3 separate regions of the Zea mays genome follow, and regions 2 and 3 are each linked to region 1. The links are chromatin contacts, called in public Hi-C maps. All regions are on one chromosome and are shown on one strand. The core of a region is the stretch at or near the end of the contact, and the rest is flanking DNA. Distances in the headings are between cores, read along the strand shown.

Region 1 (2,618 bases), core at 67-2,566:
AGAACAGGCCACGTGCTTGATCAACCTTGTTGTGTCTAGCATGTAACCTAATCATCATGCCATAAATGTCATTGCGAGCACAGTAGTTCTCCTGATTTTTCATCCAGCGGAACACATGCACAGCATGTTTCAAGGATCCAGAAATTGCAATTTCCTACAGGTGACACAAACTGTGTGAGTGCATTATCACTGGAACAGGCTAACATGTAATCAGTGAAATTATAGAGATGTTTGGTTTGTTACAAAATAAGAACCATGACTTGCAAGTGCAGCAGCTACTAAGGTGTTCTATAATACAGTCTCTAATAACACACCCACAAAAATATGACAACAATTGAGTATTGCGAGAACAACTAGATTTTCTGAAGTGACTGAGAAAGCTGTAGATTAGAGACATATTGATAGTGAACATCAAAGTTGTAAATGCCTATCTGAGAAACATAGCAACAAATACTGCAAAGTAAATGGAGCTAGTGTGCACAGTTATAAAATCCATAGACAAAACAAAATATAAGCAGAGTTACCGATGCCACCTGCAAATAGACGCAGGGCTACCGTAGTCCCTAGTTTAATCCTTATATAAAGCACTAAAGATAGTTGCTACAGAATACTTGCACTATTACGGTAAATTGATTATCTAATAGCATGTTAGCAACAAATAAAAGTGGTGGTTGTAAATTTGTAATCATTGCATAGCGAAAATGGTCATAAGCTCAACTGAGAATGAACTTGTTAGCATCGATACCAACTAGAACTCAACGTAACTAGGTGAAATAGATGCTGCACTATAAGTTCACCGCGTACTGCTCCTCTCGAGCCATTTGACCATTTGAATGCCACACTACTGGCCAATAGTAGCATCAACACCAAAAGGGAGAGAATGGGGCTTACTCTGATGAGCAGCGGGAAGTTGCGGCGTGCGAAGCGACCGGCCCAGCAGTTGAGCACGGCGTCGACGGCGTCCGCGTCGGCATGAGGCAGCGCGAGCAAGCGCGCGACGACCTCGGACACCTTCCAGTCCCGCTGCCACCGGTTGCCCTCCACGCGGAGGCGGTGTCGCGCAGGGAGCGACGCGGCGCGGACGCCGTCCACCTCGGTGCGGACCGAGCGACGGCCGCGGTCGAGGTCGACGGACACGGCAGGCCGACGCTCCGCCCAAGGCGGCGGACCGGGCGCGCGCGGAGGAGGCCGGCGCGGGGGGGCGCGGACGATGCGCGGGGGCACTTCGGGGTTCAGAGACGGCGGAGGCGGGGGTGCGGAAGACATCGCCGCGGCGGCTTTACCGTTGTGGATGGATGTGTGGGCGTCTGGGCGACGCGTTTCCGGACTGCGTCAGCGTCGGCGAGCTATCTTTTCACGTGATTTGATAAGTTTAAACCTCCGGCCGGGCTTGTTGGATAGATCGACTACAAAAAAAAAAAAGCAAAGTGATCCCACTCGCAAGAGTTCATGATTCATTTGTCAAGAACTACGATTTTCGATGAACTGTGATGTGAGGCAGGACTCCTCCGTAGATGCTAACGATACGATAAATATAAAAAAATAAAGTGAATATATATTAAGAATTATAAGAAAATTAGGGAGTTATTTCTATATATTTTCATCTATTGAGTGATTTCTATTGAGTTGGACACAGGTGCAATATTGTATAAAACAAATTTGGACAAAATCATCATAAATAGAAGCTTCCACCCTTTCTAGCTGACTCTTTCCAAAGTTGCTTAAAATTTTGCCTTCCATGCATTTCACAGTTGTTTACCGTTGGCAGGAGACATTGTTTTCCCTTTTGCGCAAATCATGTATTGGTGAAATTTTGTTTACACACCCAAGTGGCAAGGTTCGCTAAAGTTCGAATACGGAAACCCCAGTTAACTGCAATTGAATGTACTGTCCTAGAAATGGCTGAAAACGTTGGGTAACTTGCAGTGAATATAGCTGAAGTGCTACCATGGCAAGTGTCGTGTCGTGAGTAAGATTTGTTTTATGCATAGAAAGCAATAAACGTATCGAGGAAAATTGAGATAGTTTCAAAACGGAAGCAACAAATGTGGGCTTATATGGACAACTAATTTCCAATTTTTTGCTCTACCAGGCTCAGATTTCAAAACGGAAGCAACAAATGTAGACGAGGACGGCACGCTGGAGAGGGTTGTGGACCTCCTGGAGAAGCTAGCGTAGTCAAAAGGTTCGGCCACGCCGTTAGCCACAACATGGTACTTGGTCTCAGCGCTGGAGCGAGAGACGACAGGCAGATGCTTGGTGGTCCAGGAGACGAGGTTGGTGAAAGAGAAATAGTCTCAATATTTCCTATAATCGATTTTGGTGTTTGACGACCATCACAAACCTCGTGGACTAACCAGTTTGCCCAGTTGATCATTTCACATGTGCATAAGTTCATCTACAACCATTCTAAGTCGACTATCCGGAATACCGTAGATTATTCCGGACAGGAGAAGCTTTTTGGAAAACACCTAAGTGCGGACCGTCCGGGCTCTTGCGGCGGACCGTCCGCGGCACCAAGGTGACCTCGGACAGGAACACTGCAAAAACACAAGTCTACACTACGGACCGTCCGACGGAGAAGCGAGCACCGTCCGAGACCAAGCACGGACCGTCCG
Region 2 (2,618 bases), core at 58-2,557, 210 kb after region 1:
CACTGTCGCCCAACAGCGGCTCACCGACGTCCCATCCATGCCCCGCGAACGCCTTACACTCCAGAGCAAGGCGTGTTAGACACCTTAGGTTCCGAGCACGCCTTAGCATCTAAGCGACGCTAAGGTGACACTTCAAGGACGACTTGATAAGCATGGAGTGGTGGCCTAGACCCGTTCCAATGCGCTTCTCAACAGATTTCCGCGTGGTTAGTTGGATAAACATGCGCAGGATAAGGACTCTCGCATGAATTAATGTAATCGCGGACCGTCTGGTTTACAACCGTGGATTGTCGGAGCCACATGAGTGAACCGTCCGACCGCGGCCATGTGCCAAATCTCGCGCTCAACGATTTCGACCAACATGTTATAAAGAAAAAATTAAAATAAATTGGCGATGTAAATTGATGGAGACGATTAGGACATCGATGGTGGAGGGAATGAGAAGATGGTTATATGATATCTTAGCTTTGTAGATGAAGATGAGCTCAAGAAGCTGATGGAGTTTTTGAGCGTGGTGTTTAACCGATGATAACTTGTTAGTTTTAATTGTCTCTAATCTCTACTATATTAAAGCACCAGTTTTCTTCAGCACCTATTGATTTAGCTCCTTCTAACATGTAGAGTTGAGAGTTGACATTGTCGGGTTTCATGCTTTTCCTTCGCAACTCGAAATTTCTACCCGTCGTTACTTTTACAATCAACCCTCATCCCTGACTCGGTCGGATCTATATTTTAACATTTAGTTGATAAAATCTAAAATTATGTATAAATGAAGATTCGAACCATGTTTGTTGGTTCTAAACTCACATTCAAACTCACCTAGCCAACAAAACATATGTCCTTATGTTTTATACTTTATACTCAAATATACATAGAAACCGTCGTCCTTATATTTTATACTTTATACTCAAATATACATAGAAATCGTAACAAGCTACGAGCACTTTGCTAGTTTAAAATAGAGGATTGGTTTGAGAAGGTTTTTTCTGTACGGGGTCCGTTTGTCAAGGCTCTTTTTCAAATGCTTCTTGAACAAGACACGCTTTTTGTGGTTTCGACTCTATTTGAAACAGTCCTTCTCCAGTTCTCCTTCCACACAAATCGTTACTGGACCATAGTTATGCTTGATAAAACTTGGTCTAAAAGTATGCACGCGTAGAGTCTCGAAGAAACTCTTTTTTCAAAAATAAAAATTCTCACATAGCATAGCCATTAGGTTGGGATGGGAAGTTCAAAATGAACCACGATTTCGTGGACATGCCGATCTCGTGGTCACGGTGTGACCGGTTTATTCGCTTGATGCTGTTAGATGGGCCGAGAGCCCGAGATCAAGACTCCCGGAACGGCGACGGGCCAGCATCAGGCTGGGCTTATGTTAGGCTTCACCGTGTGAACCGGCCCAATATCAGAAATCGTTAATGTGCCAACAGCCTCTTGGTATTTCCAGCCTTCCTCCTTCTAGGTTTCCGTCTCGCCGCCGCCGCCAACTTGTCACTCGCTCTCCCTCCTGATCGCTGCCGCCGGTCACTGTTCGCCGCAATGGGCCGCATGTACGGCCCCGGGAAGGGCATGTCCTCGTCGGTGCTGCCCTACGCTCGCGTCGCCCCTGGCTGGGTGTAGAACGCTAGATGGTATCTGTGCTCAGCTATTCATTGAATAGATCTCTCCATTGATCCATCCATTTCTATGTCCATCAAACTAGCCCTAACAGTCCAAGGTTTGCTTAAAACTCTGTTTGTTTTTTTTTATTTTGAGGAATTTAAATATTACTAATAAAATAGACTATTTTTTTAGAATGTGACATTCGAACACTTTCCAAAGTTATCATATAAGCTTATCTTAAATTTATGAGGTGAGATATAGAAATTGATTTTATAGATTTACATGCTATTTTCCGATGTACAACTTATAGTACACTCTTCTACTTGCGCCGCTATAACATAAATGTAGTAGGTAAATATTTCTCTCATATGATTTAGGATAATATATAAATATATTATATATATAAATATTTAAACTTAATTAGTTTTGTCTAAATTATAATTATTAAAATTGAATTCAATTCTAACTAAGCAAACGGGGTCTAAGGAAATTTTTCTTTAAAAATCTTGTCCCAAAATGATTCAAGACTGGTATTTGGTTGATTTAATTTATATCGTGTACATTCTCTGTGAGGGGTACAACTAAGAATATCCAAAATTTATTGTTTTCGGAGTAGTGGTGTGACCATTTCTGTATGGTTGCCTGTTCAACTAATTTTAGATACCAGAACTGTATATAATTTTGTACATAGTGAGCTTTAACGTGAAGTGACCATTTGCATTAGCGTTTTACGAGCTGCTAGAACCTAAGAACTATTGGGTGGGAAGGTTCTCGTGGATGTTTGCTTGTTTTTGGGCTTTTGGCTGGCTTTCATGTTGTAGGCGGTTTTTAAGTTGCAACGTTCATGTTCATTGTTTAGGGCAGCTCTACTTAATTGGGATGTTTGCTTGGTGAAGTATTAGCGGGCATAGGAAAGCTATTATCTCCTTGCTACCAGTCCACTGATGATTCTTGGTGAAATTGCTTTTGAGAATATTGTGACCATAATAATGATTGTTATGGATCTGGAAGCAAAC
Region 3 (2,618 bases), core at 63-2,562, 170 kb after region 1:
ATGAAGTCAAACTTATAAAAAAGACAGATAAAAATATGGAGTGATTGCTAAAGTCAGACATCAATATAAACTGGATGCGCTGCATATAAATTATGCTACTTCGTAGCAATTATTAACGTTTAAACCAACAAATAACCTTTCATTTTACTATAAGTGTGACAATTATTGTTGCTTCATCTAATTCAGCAACCTCAAACACCATGGAGTTCATTGCGCCAATGTGATCTCCGAAACGACCTAATGCTTGCAAGAGCCAAGAACGTTGTGCCGTGCTTGAGTTGTATCCTCGGCACGTAGTGCTGGTCCGACCTGACACGATTATATTTTTTATTTTAAAAAAACATATATACATATATATAATTTATATTTAATATTAAAAATATATGAGCATGATGTTCTACTGGTTAGACAACGGTGGCCATCTATATGCGTGCAACGGATTAATTTAAAATAGTTGTGAGGGGTTATTTATAAAAAGATGACGCGAGACGATCGTTGAAACTAGTGCTTTAAGTATAGTATAGATATAGACCTTTTCTCTATATGAGCTATTTCGTGTCTACCTTAAACGGATCATGCTTGTGTCTGCCTATAGACCGCGACCTCGACCCAAATTTAGCTCGATATATCGAACCGTGTCGGCCCGTTACTAAAATATTTCGCGTTGTGTCATGACTGAGTCGTGTTTTTTTTACATGCTTCGAACCCATCCATGAGCCCCGGCCCAAATGTACATCTGTACTCGCGATGCTAAGAGCATGTCCCGCGCCGGTGGTGCCGACAGCGACGCCGCGTCCGCCGCTCCGCACGCCATGGACTTGCGTGTTTCGATGCTAAGAAGGGCGATTGGGGGGGGGGGGGGGGGGGGGGGGGGGGTATGGAGGGGAATGCGGTACAGGAAACGATGTTCTTGCGTGTCGCGAGAGGGAAGAAGAATGACTGAGGTTGTAATTTTTATTAATATAACCACAGGTAGTATGTCTTTTAGCAAAAATAATCTCTAATAAACTTAATCTAAGCTTTAAATTATATAATCTATAAATATAATTTGATTGTTTGTTTACTGTCTAGATTATTTAAACTAGATTAATCTAAAACAAACATGGTCTTAACTAAGAGACTATCCACAATTATGAAGCTTCCGGTGCATTATCTCGGTTTACGTTTACGTGCGTGATGGAGATTCTTGTACCCCGCAAGTCCGCATGAACCAAACGGAGATTGGACTATATAATCTTGAGGGCAAGGCGAAAAAATCATTCTGCTCTCCGCCTCTCCGCTGCCCTACGCGCCTCCTTCGCCCGCCTCCCGCTGCCCTACGCGCCCGCAGGTCTGAGCCCGCTACGCCTGTACCCTACGAAGTCTTCTTCGACCCTTATCCCCTCCACAGCGGCGAGAAAGAACGGGCGCGCTCGTCTTCGCCTCCTCTGTGCCGGTGGATCGGCGCGGCGAGGGGATCCGTCCGGGGGTTTGGATCGGTTTCTTCTCCATCTTCATCTGGTAAGGACCAAGGAACCCTATTTTGGTTTGGCTGCTTCGACGGATCGTGCGTCGTGTTTTTGGGATCTTTTTATGCTGGATCCTCTGAGGAATCGAATCCAGATCTTTCCTGCTATAGTCCCACAATTTGTTGCGTGTTTCTTTACTGCGTGGATACAAGCATAGTAAATTCTTGCGGAGGAATTAGAATTTGGGGTTCAACTGGATCCCACGGCTTGATAAAATGCGATAATTCAGTTTATGTTCGGTGCAATGTGTGTAGTTCTCCATGCCTTTTGACATTTCCTGACTGATTGCTTATTACTCCATCTCCCCCCCCCCCCCCCCCCCCCTCTCCTGGTTTGTTTGCAGCTGTTATTCTGTCTCAAACTCGCACCACTAGTATTAGTTATTTCCCAGAATTTGGACGTTTCAAATTAAACCCTGTGGCGCATTAAGTAATGCCATGTGGTAAATTGTAATTTTCCTGTTCAAACAACACAACGGCATCTCTGATCTATATGACACTAGTCAAACTTTGTGTTTTCCGTAGGTTTGTTGTTTAAGGACCATTTATAAGAAATGCTCAATTACGTTTTATACTTTCTTTCTTTACTCATTTGTGCACAGTTTGAGAATTTTTTTTGGCTGGTAATGCTCTGAAAAAATATTTTATCAGGATGGATAGCACGTATATAGGCACTTTGTATTATATAATTGCTCATTATGAACTGTTTGATTCCTACACCTTTGCACCTTGATAATGACTGAATGATATTCAATAATTTTGCATGGTGTACGAAATTATTTGGTTTTATGCTATAGAAATATGTTTTTTATTGTCCTAGCGGTGTGGCCACATTACGCCTATGCCTGAGCAAAATAATAGAGATCAAGACATTGTTATCGATTATGTGATTGAAATCTAGAAGTTTCTTGTTTTTGCTCTAACAAACATTGATGGAGTATGTGCCAATAATTGTTTGGTTATTACTTTTGATGTTATCATATTTTTTTGAATTACTAAAGATTCCATTTATGGATTCCCAGTTGTTGAACTTTGAGTTAGACAATGGACCTGGAGACAGAGAATCGTCTTGCTTCTTTGCTAATTGAAGAGGCGCGGAGATTGCAGTTAG

Evidence for each region. A called contact is a pair of places that touch in the nucleus more often than the background predicts.
Region 2: a contact with region 1 is called in a Hi-C map of ear, with 3 times the contacts expected there. The contact joins the promoter of LOC100277479 here to the promoter of LOC100383403 in region 1. A contact is called at or near these places in 11 of 25 Hi-C or Micro-C datasets (bundle sheath, ear, endosperm and 4 more) and 1 of 3 datasets of contacts at active chromatin or transcription factors (leaf).
Region 3: a Hi-C map of ear shows a contact between it and region 1, with 2.8 times the contacts expected there. The contact joins the promoter of LOC103633327 here to the promoter of LOC100383403 in region 1. A contact is called at or near these places in 4 of 25 Hi-C or Micro-C datasets (ear, endosperm, root tip and 1 more) and 2 of 3 datasets of contacts at active chromatin or transcription factors (leaf and seedling).

Annotation. Positions count from the first base shown.
Region 1 is chr7:168,644,544-168,647,161 of Zm-B73-REFERENCE-NAM-5.0, forward strand. LOC100383403 reads right to left here and starts at 1,317. Exons shown (of 10, transcript NM_001176058.1): 1 at 892-1,317; 2 at 1-154. The coding sequence starts at 1,266.
Region 2 is chr7:168,856,255-168,858,872 of Zm-B73-REFERENCE-NAM-5.0, forward strand. LOC100277479 reads left to right here and starts at 1,308. Exons shown (of 2, transcript NM_001349004.1): 1 at 1,308-1,717.
Region 3 is chr7:168,810,996-168,813,613 of Zm-B73-REFERENCE-NAM-5.0, forward strand. It overlaps LOC103633327 (protein FAM133-like), which reads left to right and starts at 1,313. Exons shown (of 4, transcript NM_001353473.1): 1 at 1,313-1,500; 2 at 2,530-2,618. The coding sequence starts at 2,552.